6 separate regions of the Mus musculus genome follow, and all the other regions are linked to region 1. Evidence: chromatin contacts called from public promoter capture Hi-C data. All regions are on one chromosome and are shown on one strand. Each heading gives the region's core, a stretch centred on a gene start, on an enhancer-like site or on the middle of the called end of the contact. The rest is flanking DNA. Distances are from core to core; before and after follow the strand shown. Region 1 holds the start of Dhx30 (DEAH (Asp-Glu-Ala-His) box polypeptide 30). Region 2 holds the start of Pfkfb4 (6-phosphofructo-2-kinase/fructose-2,6-biphosphatase 4). Region 3 overlaps Pfkfb4 (6-phosphofructo-2-kinase/fructose-2,6-biphosphatase 4). Region 4 holds the start of Shisa5 (shisa family member 5). Region 5 holds the start of Trex1 (three prime repair exonuclease 1). Region 6 holds the start of Ccdc51 (coiled-coil domain containing 51).

Region 1 (3,058 bases), core at 334-2,833:
TTCCTTTGGCTCCCCCTTTTCCTCTTTTCTACTAGGATACTAGGCTTCCTGAGGCTAGGGTCATATTGTCTACATACCTGCCTATAAATAGCAGTCTCTCAAATTACCAGCACAAGGATTTGTTTGCCTGTTCGAGATCCAGTCTTGGATAACTCAAACTGGTCTATATGAAGCTTGCCTTGAAGATCCTGTTTCTATAGGGATTCCAAGTATGTACCAAACATGTTGGGCACTGCAGGGATTTCTATGTTTTGTTTTCAAGAAGCAATTCTTTGTTTCACCTCCTTCATTTCTCCTAGCCTTCTGTGCAATCTAGCAGGAAAATAGCAACTAGTATACTTTCCTTCCTTCCTTTTCTTTCCGTCTTCATTTGAAACAGGGTCTATGTTGCGCTGACTGGCCTGGAACTCTTCAGATCAGAGATCTGCATGTCTCTGTCTCCAGAATGCTAGGTTTAGAAGCATTTCTTGCTATGCAATCCTGGTTGGCTTCTAATTCCCAGTTGTCTTGCTCCAGCTTCGGACCAGCTGAAGTCACCTGTGCTGTGGCACACAGCTAACAATACATTTAAATGGCTGCACAAAAAATAGCATAGGAAAACGGACTGGAGATATGGTTCAGTGGTTATGAACACTTGCCTGATTAGTAGTTTTGTTGTTGTGTGTGTTTTGGTTGATTTGACACAAGCTATAGTCATTTGGGTAGAGAGAACCACAATTGAGAAACTGCCCCCACCAATCTGGCTTTTAGGCAGGGTGGAGGTTTTGGGAGGGTGCCTCCCCTGGGGAGATAGTAAATTCTGGGGCTGTTGTATCAGCCATGAGGCAGTAAGCAAGGGTTCCTCCATGTCTTTTGTTTCCATTCCTGATATGACATTACTCAGTGGCAGGTTGTCACCTATAAGGTGAGAAGTGGTATTTTTACCTCAGCAATAAAAAACCTAAGATAACAGCTGGCCGACAACAGCCTGTAACTCCAGCTTCCAAGGATCTGATGCCATGTCACTTGGTACCACACACATGCACATAGAATTTTCTTCGTCTGTTTTAAATTACGAGCTATTGTATTAGTTCTCCAAATATCACGAAAGGGCACATCCTCAAATATTGTCTTCCCAGCTGTGAACTACTGCCCAACGCCACTGAGTTTCCTTTATCGACGGCGGATTTCATTGAACCCATGCTTCACTCTGTTCAGAGGACAAACAGGCAAACCCCCTCCCCTCGCTCCTGAGTGTCGATGTGGCCTAGACTCGCAGTCGTCCCTCACCACAACCCCCCGAAGCCAGCAGCAAGCGCTACCCTGTCCTTTGCCTGGTTTATGTCTCTGTGAGGCAAAATCGCTCACCTCCCTAAAAGTGCAGAAGACCAAGGGGAGACGCAGGAGAGAAAAGGCGCGACGGACACAGAGCTGCGGCTGGGGATGGAGAGATGAGCCTGAGATGGTCACCCGTCCCCAGCTCCCGCCGGCTCTCGCCGGCTCCCACGGCACAGGCCACGCGCGTCCCCGGCCGCTCCGCCGGAAGTCCCGCCTGTGTCTGGGGCTACAGCCGCGCTCCCTCCAGCCAGTGCCCGGGTGCAGGCGCAGACTGACTGTCTCGCGCTGTGGGCTGAGGAACACTAGAGACAACCTAGGCAGCCGAACCCATCGCGAGCCCCAAGGCAGCGGCAGCCCGCACAGAGAGCCAGGCCGAACAGAGCCGGGGCCGCAGGTGGGACTTCCGCCTCGGGACCCGGAAGAGACCGCGCCGTCGCTGGTGGGAGTTGTAGTCCGGCCGTAGTTGGGGGGGCCCGCGGCTCATGCGCCGTGCACCGAGGCTTGTTTCACATCTGTAACAACAGGTGAATTGGGCTTTTTATTCTACCCTTTCGCGCCCCTTGAAGCAGCCTGACACGGTCGGGGGTGGTCGGCGCGAGGAGGGGTCCCGAGTCCGGCTAGCGGCCTGGCAGAGAGTGGGAAGGAGGAGCTGGCGAGCCCGAGGAGCAGGCCGGGCATCCTAGGCCTGCCCGGGAAGCCGGCCGGGCCGAGCCGTGGGCAGCCAGGCCTCGGCCTGCCGTTGCCATGGAGCCGGGGCGGGGCGGGGGCCAGACCGGTCCGCCGGGGCGGGCCTCACTGCCAGGGGCTCAGCGGAGGCCGAGAGAGGCGGCTTCATTGGCTCGACGACGCCTTCGCCTCAGGGGATGCTCGGTTTTCCCCAGGCTGGGCCCGGAGGAAGTCTCCGGAGTGCCCGAGACCTTTGTCTGCCCCTCCTCCCACTGTGCGGGTCAGGACCGTTCCTCTAAAGGGAGGCCTTGGTGCATTTTTGACTCTTCTGGTTTGCCTCCTTTTGCACCGACCTTGTCAGTGGGGGAGGCTAAGGGGTGAGGTGTTCTTTGTTTGCTGGTAGTGACTTGTCCCATTTTGCAGGGGAAGACCTAATGCATGGTGGGTCCTTTGTTTGCAGTGAAGTGGAGTTCCCAGGGGTCTTCAGAATCCTCAAGCCAAGAGTACAGCGTCTATGTGCTTTCTAGATAGTCCTTGTGTAAGCAATATTGGTCTTTTAATTGCGGCTTTCCAATGCAGAGACTGTTCACCTTACAACCCCCAGTTCATGGGTGTTCGCCATGCATGGTAGCAAATAAACTGCTGCCGTCCAGCTGCAAGGTCTCAACTTGTTTTTGGATGCAACCTACTGGCCAGAGTAAAATTACACCTTTTCTAATGATTTTCCTTGCAACGGTTTCTTGGAATGCAGTGACCCCAGCGCCATGTGCCATGCACCTCTTGACTACATCTTATAATTTATACTTAAATCTCAGAGTCTGACATTTCCAGGCAGGAGAACTCTTTCCTGATTTTATTATATATTATTATTTAGATTTATGATAATGCTTTTTACTTCTACATTTATATATTCTTTGACAAAGTTTCTATGTAGGTGTACCCCACCTGACACCCAAAGATCAAACTTTTCAATATTTTAATTTATGAAGCTATAGTCCAAAAAGTTTTATCCAGTTTTGGACCCCACTTATTCTTTCAAAAAATGAACATGATATATGCAGAATACAGGTTGATA
Region 2 (3,058 bases), core at 364-2,863, 1.1 Mb after region 1:
TAAGGGTTGGCTCCTTGTCCAAGATCACACAGCTGGTCCAGGATGTGGCTTGAGCGTTACTGTCCCCAAAGTCCAGGTCCCTGCCCTTCTGTAACGGGGGCAGCCACCCTCTGGTCTGGACGGCTGTCCTAATAGACTGGCAAGGAGCTTCTGATTAATTCTTCCTTTTGGAAGCTGGCCAGGCTAAATCCACAGCCCCTGAGGACTCAGAATGTGTCTGTCTGCACAGCTATGGCTCCACCAGTACCCATACTGTGGTCAGAGCCACCACCCACAGGAACACAGTCTGCTTCTGAACTACTGCCATTCTAGGAGGACCCAAGTCATGATCATATAACACACGCCTTCCCCACTCCCAACCCCTCTCATTATGGTAATGGTCAAAGTCGTGGCCTCAGGCTGGCCTTGGCCACAGAAGCGTAGAGGACCCTCCCCTCCCTTATCACACACAGCAGCCTTTAGGAATGCACGGAGACCCTGGCACATCACACAACAGCCTGATCTCCATTTCCATATCTGCGCCACCAGTTGTACGAGATGTTCTCTGAGGTCTTTGCCAAGCTGCAAATTCATTACAATATTTGAGTTACTTATAAAACAATTTTTTTCTTTTCCCTGTCAATAAAAAATTACAGACTCGTTCAAGAACAAACAGAAAAGCCAAGGAAGTAGATGAGAACACTCAGGATCCCAGAAGAGGTAAGTCACTTCGCAATTCACAAATTCCAGCATAGTTCTTTGATGTTTGACTCTCCTGTGCAGTTATTTAACAGTGAACTCAAGTGGGTGCTTCCACATCCAGGGGCACAGATATAGGTCCATATGGTGTGCCGTTCCCACTGTCCAAATCTTGACAACTGTACTCCCCCAAAGTTCCTCTAAAACTTTGGCATTAAAACCAAGGGGTACCTGAGGACTACTAACTAGCCCATGGCTAGGCTTTCAAAAGTTCTCAGCTCAAAGAAGCCAACTGCCTTGTCTGGAGCTACACAACTCAGTTTCCAGCCAGACTTCCCGCTAGCCCACTCTGTGGCCAGGAGAGAGTAAAGAGCCACGGCCACAAACGAAGTCCTCTTCTATACACAGGCACTGGAAACAGCTCGGGTCGGTGCCTATCCACTGGGTCAGACCCAGTCTCCAACAGACTGAGATGTCCCCTCACATCTGTCCCCACTCCTGCTTCACCACACTTCTGCGGGCCACTGTCACGGTACCACGGTCACTCCCGCTCACCTGTTCTCAGCCTCTCACCTGTCCCCGACTCCGCCCACCAGTTACAATAGCCTCACCGGTGCCTGCTTCTCTACCAGTCTCCTGCCTTTTCACTCGAGACCCTCGTCTAGGCCGTCTACCCACCCATCAGGGTTCACCTTCTCTCTCTCCTTTAGGACCCCGGTCTTACCACCACGCTGGCTGGCGTGCAGAGCGGGCCTGCCATTGCTGTACGGCATCCAGATCTTCTTCAGGGGATTCTGGGTCAGTTCCCGTGGAGACGCCATCCCTGGGCTGGGATGAATCGGACTGCGCTGCTACTCACCCAGCAACCGGGCCACCTCGGGCCACCCGAGGTCCCGCCCCTCCGGCCCCGCCCACCCTCTAGCGGCTCCAACTCTTGTCAATCTTCTCGCAGGCCCGCCCCAGAACTAATAGGCTCCACCCAAACTAAAGAGGCACTGGCCTACGACTACGCATGCCCAATTTTACTATAGCTTCTTTTGGACTAAGCACGCCCCATCCGTCAAACCAGAGTTGATAACGCGCATGCTCAATACTAGCTACCTTTGACACCCGGATTATGCAGACCCCGCCCCGGATGTGAAGTTTACTGTACTCAACCAGATTGTTCTTATATGCATAGGCCCCACTCATGGTCCCGCCCAGGGTGCTGCAGCCCTGCCCCAAAGCTTGTGTGGCCTCTTACTCCCTTGAGAAATGTGACCTCACAGTCGCCTACTGAGAAGGGTACGGAGAAGCTGAGCAGGCCTGCGTGATCCTCAGAGCCGGATAGTCTGGACCAGCGTGGCACTTGTCCCTGAATGGCTCTAATGACTGACTTGCTGCCCTGGAAGTCAACCACCGCTGCGCCCTCCTGGACCTTCTTCGTTCCTCCTCGGTTGCTTTTAGCCTTGAAACTTCCCGGGTCCACAAGAACAACTTGTTCAACCACACAGAAAAAGTTCCCTTCTCTTAGGGACATAAACACAGAATACATCTCAAAATCGACCATGTTTTGGCCTGGCTGCTGGGGAATTTAGGCTAAATCTCTGAAATATATGAACAAGCTGTTTGGGGTCTCACTAAGCAGTATTCTGATTTTCTTCCCAGGATTTATATTTTACCAATTATAATTTTATTGCTGTTTGGTTTTTCTTTCTTTTGGGGGGGAGAAGAAGGGCTGGTTTCATGTTGCCAGGCTGTCCTGGAACTTAATGTGTAGCTGAGGATAACCTTGAACTTCTGCTCATCTTGCTTTCACCTTCCAAGCTCCAGTGTTTCCACAGAGTTTATGCAGGGAATCGAACCTAGAGAACCTAAGGCTTTGTGTATGCTAAGTAAGCTAACCCCAGCCCCAATTAGTGTTTTAATAATGAATTTTTTTTTTAACGAGCTTCTGTCTCTTCATCAGGAAAATGAGATGCAGACGTCATCAATTTTACAAGACTGTGGTACAGATTAAATGTGTCAGCCTCAGAAATCTGTTTAAAAACATGTGGGCGTTCTCATTCATTATATTACCTCCCTCTCTGCCTTTGAAAATGTACTGGGACAAGGGCCCAGGGCCAGGGCTGGCAGCTCAGGCTTAAGGGCTAAAGTGGTACCATATGAACGAATTCTCCAGCTGGGCGACCCCCAGTGAACATGACCCCTTAGAGGCCAGTGAGGGGTGGTGTTCGGAAGTCACTCTTCTGCGTTTGACCCCCACCAGTCTCCAGAAAGCTCAGGCCTCTTCTTTCTGCTCAGCCCCGCCTCTCCAAACTGTATATTTTCTGTGCAGGCCCCAGCAACAGGGTTTGAATCTCGATCTCACTACCCTCTAGTGATGCCCTCCACCAAACCC
Region 3 (3,058 bases), core at 209-2,708, 1.1 Mb after region 1:
TCATAAGGGACGCTCAGCGCCTCGGCTGTCTGGATCGTCCTCTTCATCTGGCTCGTCCAGACCTTCAGATCCTTAATGTTCTGGTCACTGATGAACTGGGCCAGATGCTTGGAAAACTGGAACACATTTACAGCACACTCAGCCCCACAGGTCCTGGGCTGCCTCAAGCATAGGCCCCACAGGGTCCTGACCAAACCCAGGAAGTGGGTTTAGTTTTTAAAAAGTCACACTAACTTCCCAATGGTGTACACATCCAAGTTCTGTGCCTTCTCCCCAGACCCCAGGAGCAACCCCAGATTTGTTGATCAACTGCCCCAAGGCCATGTAACCTCTTCTATGAGTCCTCGATATCCCCCTGAACCATGTCAAGGCCATAGCTGTTCAGTTGGGGCTCGGGCTGCTCTAAGGGGAATGGCCTCTGCCTGGAGAATGTTCATGTGCGTTTGCTCAGCACCTCATCCCCTTTCCCACGTTCTACACCGGATAATGACTCTCTGCCTCAACTGCACATTGGCTATAGCAGCCCCTACACACATATTCACATATCCATCCCTCTACCTGAAGGTACCGATGCACCGATGCATGCCCATGTGCATCACACACACACACACACTGACCTCCCGGCCCCGGGGGGACAGTCCAGGATCCCCACCAATCCGGCCCTTGAGGTTTAGCTCGCTCTCCCCATGCCGGCAGAGGTAGATGGAGCGGGGTGTCACATGGATGTTCATGAGGTAATAAACGATGCGACTCTGGATGTGATCAGCAACACGGTTCACCACATAGCTCTGGCCCACGTCCATGATCTTGATGTAGGACAGATCCCTTGCCAGAGAGAAGGTAGAGAGCGCCTGTGAGGGTGGCCAGGCCCTTGGAAGCACACCGGCAGCCACAGGAACTAGCTGAAAAGCCTGCGACTCTGCCCACTGGATCTGGGATCACAACACACAGGACCGGCAGCTGGTGTGAGAGTGGCAGGGGGTGAGGCAGCTGGGACACACCTCAGTGACACACATACACGTGCTGTGGGGGTGGGGGGTCAACACTCATTGTGCTAAAGGGGACAGCTAGAACAGTGGTCGGTGAAGTCATATCAGGATTTTACTGCTGCGTGTGTGTTTCCAGACCCCTTCCTGTCACCCTCTGTGCTCCGTAAGCTGAACCAGAGACAGCTGTTCCTACGGCTGACCTGGCAGACGCTGGCAAGCGCTGCACTCCCCAAAGTTCCTAGGCAGCTTTCTTTCCCCCAGAGACCCTCGCCTCCAGTCACACAGTCAGGGTCACATATACGCCAAGGAGCTACTACCCCTCCTCCTCAGGCATCCTGTGGCCAAGAAGCACAGGAAGACAGTGCTGGCCTCTCTCTCCACTTTGCGCCTGGGCGATGCTTCTGCTTAGAGAGCACATATGTTGGCAGCGGTGGGGAGGGATGACTTAGCAAGTGCTGAAGCTGGGCTGTGACTTAGCAGTGCTGGGATCGGGCTGTGACTTGGCCATGCTGGGGACAGGCAGTGACTTAGCAGTGCTGGGAACGGGGGGGTGAAGCAGCTGAGAGTTCCCGGATGTTCTCATACAAGTTCTCCCTGTCTGTACCCTTATTACCTTTACTCTACCAATAACCCCGGGAGCAACGTTTGCTGACAGGTCTAACTGGGGCTGTTCAGGGTGAGGCTCTCGTGCAGTAGCCCTGCAGAGTGACAAGAAGCAATGCCGGGGAGGCGGGGGGGGGGGGGGGAGTTGAATAACAAGGCCACACAGGGACAGGCCTAAGGGCCACTCAGCTCCAGTCTGGCTGCAGAGCCCAGCAGAGGGGAGATGTGTCAGCCCACGGGCAACACAGGCACCACCATTCTATGAGTACCCGGAAGCCGTCCCTCTAGCAGCTGCTGTGTTCCTTGGATCATATATTATACATTATATATGATCATACATTATCTATTCTTATGTAATCATAAACACCAAACACATATTTATAACCCAGCCTTTCACTTAACACTGTGCAATGCACGCTCCCACGTCTTTCTATAATTATGGTTTATGGTGACTAAGATTTCACCATGGCCTCAGTGCTATTTACTTCATTCACTGCTGCTGGTTATACTTAGGCCAAGAGGCACAGTACTGCCAACAACGCAAATGCCGCCCACAGGCTGTTTTCTATCAAGTTTTAGTGGAACACACCCATGGCCATTTATTTACAGTTTCTTTTGCAGCACAATGGCACAGTCAGTAACTGTAGCAGGGTTCCAAACCCTAAATAAACCATTCATTATCTGGCCAGTTGGCTGGAGATGTTGCTGATGCCAGCCACAAGACCCTCAGCTGGGCACCCACTTTGGAAGTGAAGGTCCTTGGCCACTCAGCACTCCTGCTTGCCATTCTGTCCCAGAGGGAGGCAGATGGACCTGACAAGTAGTGGCCATCGACTGCTGCTCATAGGCAGATCTGGCTAGCTCCTGTCCACTCCCCAACAGCAGAATGAAAGAAATGTATGAAGTGTTTGCAAACACCTTTTGGGAAGGCCTCCTGCATAGAAATTAGGTTTGATTTTATAGTGAGACAGGAGAAAGTCCCACAGGAGGTAATGAGTGTTCTGTAAGCCACCTCTAGCCAACAACTTCTGCCTCAAGGAAAGAAACAAAAGTGGTCAGACCACACCGGCCTTCTGGAGTGCTTCCCTGAGAGGCCATCACCCTTAGGCGACCACCACACGGAGCCACCACAGGGAATCACACCGAGATGGCCAAGTGGACTCCCCCCACCCCCCTCAGTGCCGCTGCAGCCACGGGGCTCTCTCACCCACCTGTCCAGGTCTTCATCCAGCGACTCATATGAGTTTTCATAGCATTCAATGCGCCTCATGAAGTCTTCGGTGGCTTCGTCGCTGTCCCGGTTGACATAGTCAGGGCTGCCCAGCTTCACTTGCTGTCGGAGTCAGGCACAGAGCAAGAAGCCATCAGGGCTGGAATCCAGGCAGAGCCAGAAAGCAAGAGCACAGCTAGGCAGGGGGCAGGGAGGTGGGACCAGAAGCCAGGCCAGGGCTGGGGGCCTGAGGCCA
Region 4 (3,058 bases), core at 361-2,860, 1.1 Mb after region 1:
TGGCACTGTGTGAGACCCTTGCACGTAGACTCTCAGTCCAAGAACAAACAAGCAAATCCCAATAAACAAGGTCACGTTGAGAGACGGGCGCCAACACCGGGTACCAACAAGCTTTACAACACTCTGGGAAGATGCCACACACCATGTCCGTGTCCTTAGGCTACACTAGCAAACCTGAAACCCAAACACAGGAGAACCCCACGTGAAAGACCCTCATCAAGGCTCACATGGGACAGTCCCTTAAGTATCCGTCTGGAAGCAGTCCTGAGCCAGCACATGAACCCTGGTCAGAGAGCCCAGCCAGATCAGGCAGGAGATAGAGCATGTGCCTTGGGGCTACTAGAATGAGGCCCAGGGGAAGAGGTGCTATGACAGGCTGTGAAAAGTTAACTTGGAGGTAAAGAGGGCTACAGTTTTGTTGTTTTGGGCCAAACCTTGCTATGAAATGGGTCTATCTGACCACTGCAGGCTTAGCCAACTCACCACATGAAAGTGAGCCAGGCTGCGATTCGGAGGCTGAACAGCCCACACCAGTGAGACTTCTTGCTTTCTTTTTAGGGTAGGGTCTCACTATATAGCCCTAGTTCACCTGGAAACTCACAGCCTAGACCAGACTGGCCTCAAATTCACAGAGATCCTCCTGCCTCTGCCTTTGGAGTGTTGAGATTAAAGACAGGTGGCATCTACTGATGTCCACACCAGTGGGTCTTCAAGGCTGAGACCCTCCAGACACAGAACGAAACTCTCTATAGTCTGAGTTGTCCCGCTCTCCCAGAGCCTCACTCGGGGGATGGGCTGACTCTGTTCTCATTTCCAAATTCATGTCAGCCCTCAGGAAACAGCCCTTTTCCTCCAGGAAGCCACCCATCACAACAGAATCAGTTTCCCATGACCGGCAGGGGACTGTTCCAATACACACCCGAATAGGCCCCCAGCCTGCCCTCCCAAGCCCAAGTGAGTCATCCCTCTAATGATGAAAAGGGAAAGAGGTGTCTCCTCCCCAAGCCAGCCTTAGGGCCCAGCTTCTCCTGGAACACAGGGCTGTAGAGGCAACAGGCGGCGGGGCTCCCAGCCAGGAAACAAGCTGAGAGGGAAAGTCTTTGCTGGAAGGGCCAGGCTGTCTTTGAGCCTGAAGCTAACCCCAGGCGGGAGTCTTGCTCCAGCCCCTGGAACAGGTAGGGCCTTCACACCGTGAAGGACACAACAAAGGTAGTCAGTATCAGCTCAGGAGGGAAGAGGTGACAAGATGAAGTCAGTGGTGGGGTTCGCAGACGCCCCCCTGGTTTTCAGGGAGTCAAGTCGAAGCACTCCAAGGCTGGTCCTGTCTGGCTCATTCCAGAGACAGCTAGGGGAAGTGTCTGACCCGACCCGGTCCCTAGGGAGCACACACCGCCCCCTCCTCCCAGGCTCACCACCCGGAGGCGGCGGCAGCAGCAACAGCAGCAGCAATAGGGTCCACAGAGAGGGCGCCGGCGCAGCCATGGCGGGACAGACCAACGGACGGACGAACAGACGGACCAAGCCCAAGACCACGGTGCCGCCGCAACCTCCGCGACCAGCGCGGCCCTAGCCTCCTTGCCCCGCCCCGGCCGGTTTCCGGAACCCCCGCCCGAGAGGGGAGGAGGTGGGAGGGAGGGGGAAGAAGTGGGAGGGAAGAGAAGGGAAGCGGCCGCCCCTCCCAGCCTGGCCATGGGAGTCCCTCCAGCACCGGTCCACGAAAATTTGAGACAGGTTTCCCAGATGCAGGAGGAAGGGGCTGGTGCATCCAAGTTGCCCTCTGCTCACTGCATACTTTTGCGGAAAGACCCCCCCCCCTTGCAGCTGACTTAGGTGCTAGAAAAGGATCTCTGTGGCAACGTTATCCTAACACTTGAGCGCCAGCAGTGTACAGCTGGTGCGCGCCTCCAATTTGCCCTCAGGGAAGCTGCGATTTTCTTGCTGGCTCCTTGGAGCCTCACACAGATTCACCGGAGGAGGATCCCGCTGCTTGAAGCAGGGAATGGTGCTCAACAAAGTCAAGTCCCTTTTAGCAGATTTCCAGGACCTCAGTCTGAGGAATGTCACTCCCCAGTGACCAAGACCACCTCCAGGTAACTGCTCACCCTGGCTCAGGGATCCAATCCTGAGTTAAGAACTAACAGCTCCTAGGGTACACACAGGCTGCCCCTTCCCCTCAATGTGGGACAAAGTTCCTAACAAGGCCAGGGAACGGAGGAATGTGAACTTGCACTGCCCAGGAGTACTGGTTAGTTTATATTGTTCCTCCTATAGGGTTGCAGACCCCTTTAGCTCCTTTGGGTACTTTCTCTAGCTCCTTTATTGGGGGTCCTGTGTTCTATCCAATAGACTGTGAGCATCCACTTCTGTATTGGCCAGGCACTGGCATAGCCTCACAAGAGACAGCTATATCAGGGTCATATCAGCAAAATCTTTTTTTTTAATTTTTTATTAGATATTTTCTTTATATGCATTTCAAATGCTATCCCAAAAGTTCCCTATACCCTCCCCCCGCCCTGCTCCCCTACCCACCAACTCCTGCTTCTTGGCCCTGGCATTCCCCTATACTGGGGTATATAAAGTTTGCAATACCAAGGGGACTCTCTTCCCAGTGATGGCCGACTAGGCCATCTTCTGCTACATATGCAGCTAAAGATACGAGCTCTGGGGGTACTGGTTAGTTCATATTGTTGTTCCACCTATAGGGTTGCAGACCCCTTCAGCTCCTTGGGTGTTTTCTCTAGCTTCTCCATTGGGGGCCCTGTGTTCCATCTTATAGATGACTGTGAGCATCCACTTCTGTATTTGCCAGGCACTGGCATAGCCTCATACGAGACAGCTATAACAGGGTCCCTTCAGCAAAATCTTTCTGGCATATGCAATAGTGTCTGGGTTTGGTGGCTGATTATGGGATGGATCCCCAGGTGGGGTAGTCTCTGAATAGTCCATCCTTTCATCTTAGCTCCAAACTTTGTCTCTGTAACTCCTTTCATGGGTATTTTGTTCCCTAGTCTAAGGAGGAATGAAGTATCTACCCATTCATTGGTCTTCCCTCTTCTTG
Region 5 (3,058 bases), core at 190-2,689, 1.1 Mb after region 1:
GCTGAGTGTACAGAGCCCTGCCCCCGCTGGCATTGGTTCTGACTGTCACTGCAATGTAGAGGTGAGTGGCCAGAGACCAGCATCATGGATGCTCAGTTAGTTAAGAGCAATCCTGTTGATCTTGAAGTGGTGAGGTGAGTAAGTCTCTGGACCTCAGGCTGTGCCCTCTCACCCTAGGCAGTCAGAGCGCTCACTGTGATGTTGCACAGGCAATGGCTGACGGTGCGGCGGGCAGGAGGTCCAAGGACCCACCAGCAGAAGCAGACGATACGCTGTCTGCGGGACACTGTGCTGCTGCTGCATAGCCTATCTCAGAAGGACAAGCTCTTCACTGTGCACTGTGTCGAGGTCCTGCATCAGTACGACCAGGTGATGCCAGGGGTCAGCATGCTGATTCGAGCCCTTCCTGATGTGACTGACTGTGAAGGTAAGCTAGCACGACACTGTCCTAGCCTTCGTGTGCCTCTGTCAGACTCCTTTCCATGAGTCTCCCCTTGCCTCCAGAGCCATTCCTGGCACATGGGTATTACCTTCCTGCTCTGGGTCTTTGAGTATGACAGGTTCCCATTTGATGGTGTCTATTGAATTGGCCTCGCTGAGCCATGGTTTTCCACAAAGATCTGTCCGAATTGCCTTTGTGTCACTTTTGCTCACAGTCGCTGAGGGAGCAAAGCCTGTGCATAGAAGGGACTGGTTGGTTCCTGTGACGCTAGGGAGCATGGGGGCCTCCAAGCCCCCACGCTGTCGAGTTAACCTCAGACCCCTCTTCCTTTTGGCTCAGAGGCTGCCCTGGATGACCTCTGTGCTGCGGAGACTGATTTGGAAGACTCTGAGATGGACTGTAACTGAGGGCCTGAGCATCCAGCCACAAGGTGGCGCCAGCTCCCACCGCCGTCTTTGCCATATCCACTGATTAAAACTGCACTTCCTGCTGAGAACACAAGCTTTGTTTCCTGAGTCCGATTTGTGTGGCTGAGAGGGAGGGACAGGGCAGACCAAGAATTGATGAGATGACTCCTGCTGGAGTTGAGATGGCCCCCATGGTAACTGATCTGCCCTGAGGAAAAACCCTGCCCCTCTTCGGGAATTACCCTGAGTCATAGCTTTGGGCGGGGGCCGTGGTGGGGGCAGGGGTACGTTTGTGGCCAAGGAGGCAGCCCTTTTTAGGAAGGCCTGGATCAAGGACTGGGGGAAAGACAAGAAAAGGCAGAGGCTCACGGGCACATTTGAATCCTAGAGACAACCCAGTTTGAGTTGTCAGTGTTGGGGCAGTAGTCCATTTTACCAGCCAGCAGGATCACAGATATGGATCTAGGAAGGCCTTTGGGGTGCTTGGGGAGGGAGGGAGGAGCGTCAGCACGAGGGCCAGGCCTGGCAGGCTAACAGCAGGGCGGGCCCTGTTCAGGAGGCAGGCCTATGGGTGGACCCAGGCAGTTTTACTTCCTCAGCCACACTGCTGCCAGCAGCAGACCCAGCGGAGTGCCTTGCTGCCTGCTTCTCGGTAAGTGTGGAGTAAGGGTATGGGGTAAGGCAGAAGAGAATAGGGTTCCCTCACCCTGAAGGTAGTCAGCACTAGGGGAAGGGCCTCCCTCAAAAGGCAAATAAGTAGTGGATCCATCCCACTAGAACAACCCTGCCCTCCAGCTTCTAGTGGCCCTGGATAGTACCTGCTGAAGGGAAGGGCTGAGCTGCCTTTCTGCACCCCACCTCAGCCCACTTGAGACCTTCCTGCTGCTACTCATTACCCCATCTCCTCCCCAGGTTCAGCATGGGCTCACAGACCCTGCCCCATGGTCACATGCAGACCCTCATCTTCTTAGACCTGGAAGCCACTGGCCTGCCTTCGTCTCGGCCCGAAGTCACAGAGCTGTGCCTGCTGGCTGTCCACAGACGTGCTCTGGAGAACACTTCCATTTCTCAGGGACATCCACCTCCAGTGCCCAGACCGCCCCGTGTGGTGGACAAGCTCTCTCTGTGCATTGCTCCAGGGAAAGCCTGTAGCCCTGGGGCCAGTGAGATCACAGGTCTGAGCAAAGCTGAGCTGGAAGTACAGGGGCGTCAACGCTTCGATGACAACCTGGCCATCCTGCTCCGAGCCTTCCTGCAGCGCCAGCCACAGCCTTGCTGCCTTGTGGCACACAACGGTGACCGCTATGACTTTCCTCTGCTCCAGACAGAGCTTGCTAGGCTGAGCACTCCCAGTCCCCTAGATGGTACCTTCTGTGTGGACAGCATCGCTGCCCTAAAGGCCTTGGAACAAGCTAGCAGCCCCTCAGGGAATGGTTCGAGGAAAAGCTACAGCCTGGGCAGCATCTACACCCGCCTGTACTGGCAAGCACCGACAGACTCACATACTGCTGAAGGTGATGTTCTAACCCTGCTCAGCATCTGTCAGTGGAAGCCACAGGCCCTACTGCAGTGGGTGGACGAACATGCCCGGCCCTTTAGCACCGTCAAGCCCATGTACGGCACTCCGGCTACCACTGGAACAACCAACCTAAGGCCACATGCTGCCACAGCTACTACACCCCTGGCCACAGCCAATGGAAGTCCCAGCAATGGCAGGAGCAGGCGACCTAAGAGTCCTCCTCCAGAGAAGGTCCCAGAAGCCCCATCACAGGAGGGGCTGCTGGCCCCACTGAGCCTGCTGACCCTCCTGACCTTGGCAATAGCCACTCTGTATGGACTCTTCCTGGCCTCACCTGGGCAGTAAGTCAAGAGGGGAAATATGATGAATAAAGACTTCCATAGCACTGACTGCTTGCCGCCTCTGCTTCTCAGCCTGGGCCTCTGGCCATGCTCAGGCCCTAGGGATGAGGTACAGTCCCTCTCTCCTGCTCTCTTAGCAGGACAATCAAACCTGTTAGGCTAATTAACAGAGGGAAGAAACAAGTTCAAGAAGTAGACAGAAATAGTTTTTGGTGTAGAGCCAAGGCCAGCTGCCTAGGCGCTGAAGAAAGGGGAAGCGGGTCCAATGTTGCATTTATTAGAAATGAGGGTGCGGAGTCTGAATGCTCAGAAACACCAATCAACACAAAGCTAAAACAGCCAGTGAAAC
Region 6 (3,058 bases), core at 331-2,830, 1.0 Mb after region 1:
GAATCACTGAATTATATAAATTAAATAGCTAAGCTATATAGTAAGCTTTATATCAGTAAACCTGTTATTAAAAAAAATAATAACTGGGCTGGAGAGATGGTTCAGAGGCTAAGAGGGCATATAAATTAGTTTGACTCCTAGCACTTAGCCACACTAGGCAAGTCACAACTACCTGTAACTCCTGCTCTGGGGTACCCGATGGCTCTGGCCTCTGGGGTCTTTCTTTCACTCTCTCATATACACATACATTCACACACTCATAACTAGATTTTTCCCTCAAAAACTGGGCATATAGTTCAATTATACAGCACTTACCTAACATGAGTGAGGCCCTAGGTTCAAGCCTTTATTGCACACATTCATTCAAGCAAGCAAACACACACACACACACACACACACACACACACACACCCCTCCGTCACTTCTTCAGCTGAAGCATCTCTTCAGGATTTTATATTATCTAACTGTATCACTGCTTGAAACGTAATAGTAATCCATCTTTCCTGCTACTGTGGTTAATGGGAACTCAGGTACAAATGCTAGGCTGACAAACTCACATCACCCTAATTAATCCCTCTTGTTTTCTCTCCTAACTCAAATCCAATCTATTAGCAAAATCCTGCTGACTTTCTAAGCCTAGGAGTCTCCCCAACCCCCATCTCTGTCAGGTATACAAAGTGGTCTCGCTGGCTAGCATGCCATGGCTGGACTACCCCTCACTCATCTCCATTCCATCTCAACAGCCTTCAACAGTCCCGCAGTTTCTTCAGGGCAAAAGTCAACGCCTTCTCCACAGCTTCAGGGGATCTGACTCTCATTGTCTCTCCATTTTCGACTGCTTTCTCACTCCTTCCAATCATATGAAGGACTGGAACACACAAGGCCGTCTTCCACTCAGGGCCTTGGCACTGCCTAGCTCTTCCCTGTTCACAGTTGTCTCCCTGGCCTTCCTAAAGTCCTGCTCAGAGAGCCCCTGGAGAAGTCTTTTTTAACTACCCTAGCAAAAATGACATCCCACCAAGGGAGCATTCCTTAACCACTTTCTCTGCTTTTTTTTTTTTTCCTCCCCACACAGGTCACATAAGGTGTGATGCGTATTTTACTTATTTGCTCTGCGGTAGGTTTGTCTTGCTACAATGTCAGCGTTCCTCAAGCCTCAGTCCAGAATACAATGTATCTATACAAAGTACATACTCAAAAAAACGAACTAGAAGAAAGAATTTGCAAACACTTGCACTCATTGTTTCAATAAGTCCGAACTTTTTCCCGCGGCTTCTGAAGCTGAGGACTGGGTGATAATTGGCCACTACCCACTTCTGCCATCTCCTATCCCATCTCGTGCCCGCCACTTGAGCTTTCCTCGGTTCCGGAAAGGCACTTGCATGTACCCTCCCCTCCACCTGCAATGCTTTCTTTCTGTGCCGGATTACAAGCTTTATAGGCAGACACCATCCCCCACTCCCACGGTTTCGGATAAACCCAGGCAGAAGGAGCCTTCCGCCCCGTACCTGAATTGCCTAAGCCTATTAGGCTCCAGCAGAAAGCCCCGCGTCTGCCACTCAATTGACCCCTGACCGGTCAGCACCCGCCCCTGAAGGCATCCTTTAAAATACGTGAGGGTGACTTCCTGCCTAGCAGCCAATCAGGGGCCACGCATAGGTGCGGCATAAGCGAAGGCTGTAAGTCCTGTTTCCGGCATACGATCAGGGGCTGGTGAAGGGGCTGGAGGCGCCATGTCGGGCCGGGAAGGTAAGGCTATTTGGAGATCGGGGGTGGGACGGATGGATGGGGAACCATGGGAGGGCGATCGATGGCGGGGATGGGCCGAGCATGCTCGTGTCGCCCACAGGTGGCAAAAAGAAGCCCCTGAAACAGCCCAAGAAGCAGGCCAAGGAGATGGACGAGGTGAGGACGGGAGCGGAGGCCGGGCGGGCGCTGAGGGTATGGGCGACTGGACTGGAGTGAACCTGCTTTGCCTCTCTGCAGGAAGATAAGGCTTTCAAGCAGAAACAAAAGGAGGAACAGAAGAAACTCGAAGAGCTAAAAGCCAAGGCCGCCGGGAAGGGCCCCCTGGGTAAGTGAAGATCGAGCTATTGTAGGTATACTAGGGCAGGACAGGTCTGTTCCGGGGGTCGTTGGTGAACTACTGGGTCTGGTGTACACTCTGGCCAAGCCCCCTGCCTTGGGTTTGTGCAGTTCGAAGAGGGCGGGAGTGGAAACGTTGCCTCTCAAGACAGTCATGGGCTTCCAGTTCATGGAGAAGCTACAGAAGTGGAAACACCAACATGTACGCCGCACAGACACATATAGCTAAGTTTCTGAGTATCCTCCTGTTTCTGGTTACAAACTAGCAATTCACTTTATAGGTTGTTAACCTTAGAACATAGGACTTTTTTTACTTGCTGGTCGTGTTATCAGTAATGATACTGAGTCGTGCTATCTAGACTAGAGGATAAAAGTCCAGGCTCCTTAGCATGTATTTCGCTCTGGGTACTATTTTGTTTTGTGGCTATGCTGGGGAGCACACTCATTTGTGCAAAGCAAACCCTCCCTCTTGAGCTGTAGCCTACGCTCCATGCTCTCTCTGTGCCTTGCCCACGATTTTTTCTCTTGAGAGTGAATCACAGGTCCAGGAGTCCTAATATCTCATTAAGAAAAGTTTTAATTTTTGTATTTAAGCATATAGGTGTTTTTTATGCATGCATATCTGTGTACCATGTGTGTGCAGTGCCCTGGAAGACCAGACAAAGGTCTCCTGGGACTGTAGTTACAGACAGTTGTGAACTGGGAATTGAACCCAGATCCCCTGGAAGAGCAGCCAGTACTCTTAAATGCTGAGCCATCTCTCTAACCTTTGTTGTTGTTTTTTAAATTGATAGACAAGTTCTCTACCATTTGGGCAGTGGTGGCTCACATCTTTAATCCCAGCACTTGGGAGGCAGAGGCAGGGGGATTTCTGAGTTCGAGGACAGCCAGGGCTACACAGAGAAACCCTGCCAAAAAAAAGTTTCTGAGGCTGGCCTTGAATTTTAGATTCTCCTGCCTTCACCTAGATAGC

The links. Promoter capture Hi-C pulls out the DNA fragments that hold promoters and counts their contacts. Capture Hi-C pulls out chosen DNA fragments and counts their contacts.
Region 2: a promoter capture Hi-C map of pre-B cells shows a contact between it and region 1. The contact joins the promoter of Pfkfb4 here to the promoter of Dhx30 in region 1. A contact is called at or near these places in 15 of 39 promoter capture datasets (3T3-L1-derived adipocytes, the C10 cell line, the HPC-7 cell line and 9 more), 1 of 484 Hi-C or Micro-C datasets (B cells), 1 of 115 datasets of contacts at active chromatin or transcription factors (large pre-B cells) and 3 of 9 other capture datasets (adipose tissue, liver and macrophages).
Region 3: a contact with region 1 is called in a promoter capture Hi-C map of hippocampal neurons, with 5 times the contacts expected there. The contact joins the enhancer-like site here to the promoter of Dhx30 in region 1. A contact is called at or near these places in 4 of 39 promoter capture datasets (embryonic stem cells, hippocampal neurons and liver), 1 of 115 datasets of contacts at active chromatin or transcription factors (astrocytes) and 2 of 9 other capture datasets (adipose tissue and liver).
Region 4: a promoter capture Hi-C map of pre-B cells shows a contact between it and region 1. The contact joins the promoter of Shisa5 here to the promoter of Dhx30 in region 1. A contact is called at or near these places in 5 of 39 promoter capture datasets (cranial neural crest, embryonic stem cells, frontonasal cranial neural crest and 2 more) and 2 of 9 other capture datasets (adipose tissue and liver).
Region 5: a promoter capture Hi-C map of second pharyngeal arch cranial neural crest shows a contact between it and region 1. The contact joins the promoter of Trex1 here to the promoter of Dhx30 in region 1. A contact is called at or near these places in 19 of 39 promoter capture datasets (the 3T3-L1 cell line, the C10 cell line, the HPC-7 cell line and 12 more), 2 of 484 Hi-C or Micro-C datasets (granulocyte-monocyte progenitors and hematopoietic stem and progenitor cells), 3 of 115 datasets of contacts at active chromatin or transcription factors (astrocytes, bone marrow-derived dendritic cells and stem cell-derived neural progenitor cells) and 1 of 9 other capture datasets (adipose tissue).
Region 6: a contact with region 1 is called in a promoter capture Hi-C map of liver, with 2.7 times the contacts expected there. The contact joins the promoter of Ccdc51 here to the promoter of Dhx30 in region 1. A contact is called at or near these places in 15 of 39 promoter capture datasets (HPC-7-derived erythroid cells, cranial neural crest, embryonic stem cells and 10 more), 2 of 484 Hi-C or Micro-C datasets (embryonic stem cells and granulocyte-monocyte progenitors), 9 of 115 datasets of contacts at active chromatin or transcription factors (astrocytes, differentiating embryonic stem cells, embryonic forebrain and 5 more) and 1 of 9 other capture datasets (liver).

What each region holds. Positions count from the first base shown.
Region 1 is chr9:110,116,141-110,119,198 of GRCm38.p6, reverse strand. Dhx30 (DEAH (Asp-Glu-Ala-His) box polypeptide 30) reads left to right here and starts at 1,583. Exons shown (of 23, transcript NM_001252682.1): 1 at 1,583-1,841. It also overlaps Gm10615.
Region 2 is chr9:108,990,457-108,993,514 of GRCm38.p6, reverse strand. It overlaps Pfkfb4 (6-phosphofructo-2-kinase/fructose-2,6-biphosphatase 4), which reads right to left and starts at 1,613. Exons shown (of 14, transcript NM_173019.5): 1 at 1,403-1,613. The coding sequence starts at 1,499.
Region 3 is chr9:109,008,216-109,011,273 of GRCm38.p6, reverse strand. Pfkfb4 (6-phosphofructo-2-kinase/fructose-2,6-biphosphatase 4) reads right to left here. Exons shown (of 14, transcript NM_173019.5): 7 at 2,804-2,925; 8 at 618-825; 9 at 1-116. Among named protein-coding and RNA genes, the nearest start is that of Pfkfb4, 18 kb to the right of the region's middle. Within about 2 kb of position 1,458, at least 92 of the 459 cell types and tissues checked have an H3K27ac peak or open chromatin away from gene starts, as enhancers often do. A contact at or near this core is called in adipose tissue and hippocampal neurons, where this site is marked.
Region 4 is chr9:109,037,119-109,040,176 of GRCm38.p6, reverse strand. Shisa5 (shisa family member 5) reads right to left here and starts at 1,610. Exons shown (of 6, transcript NM_025858.3): 1 at 1,413-1,610. The coding sequence starts at 1,482.
Region 5 is chr9:109,057,632-109,060,689 of GRCm38.p6, reverse strand. It overlaps Trex1 (three prime repair exonuclease 1), which reads left to right and starts at 1,439. Exons shown (of 2, transcript NM_001012236.1): 1 at 1,439-1,501; 2 at 1,762-2,758. The coding sequence starts at 1,769. The coding sequence ends at 2,713. Atrip (ATR interacting protein) reads left to right here. Exons shown (of 13, transcript NM_172774.3): 11 at 1-61; 12 at 178-427; 13 at 782-943. The coding sequence ends at 849. It overlaps Atrip-trex1 (Atrip-Trex1 readthrough), which reads left to right. Exons shown (of 14, transcript NR_153412.1): 11 at 1-61; 12 at 178-427; 13 at 782-1,501; 14 at 1,762-2,757. Shisa5 (shisa family member 5) reads right to left here. Exons shown (of 6, transcript NM_025858.3): 6 at 2,898-3,058.
Region 6 is chr9:109,081,018-109,084,075 of GRCm38.p6, reverse strand. It overlaps Ccdc51 (coiled-coil domain containing 51), which reads right to left and starts at 1,580. Exons shown (of 4, transcript NM_025689.4): 1 at 1,509-1,580. Tma7 (translational machinery associated 7) reads left to right here and starts at 1,695. Exons shown (of 4, transcript NM_183250.2): 1 at 1,695-1,749; 2 at 1,850-1,905; 3 at 1,987-2,074. The coding sequence starts at 1,734.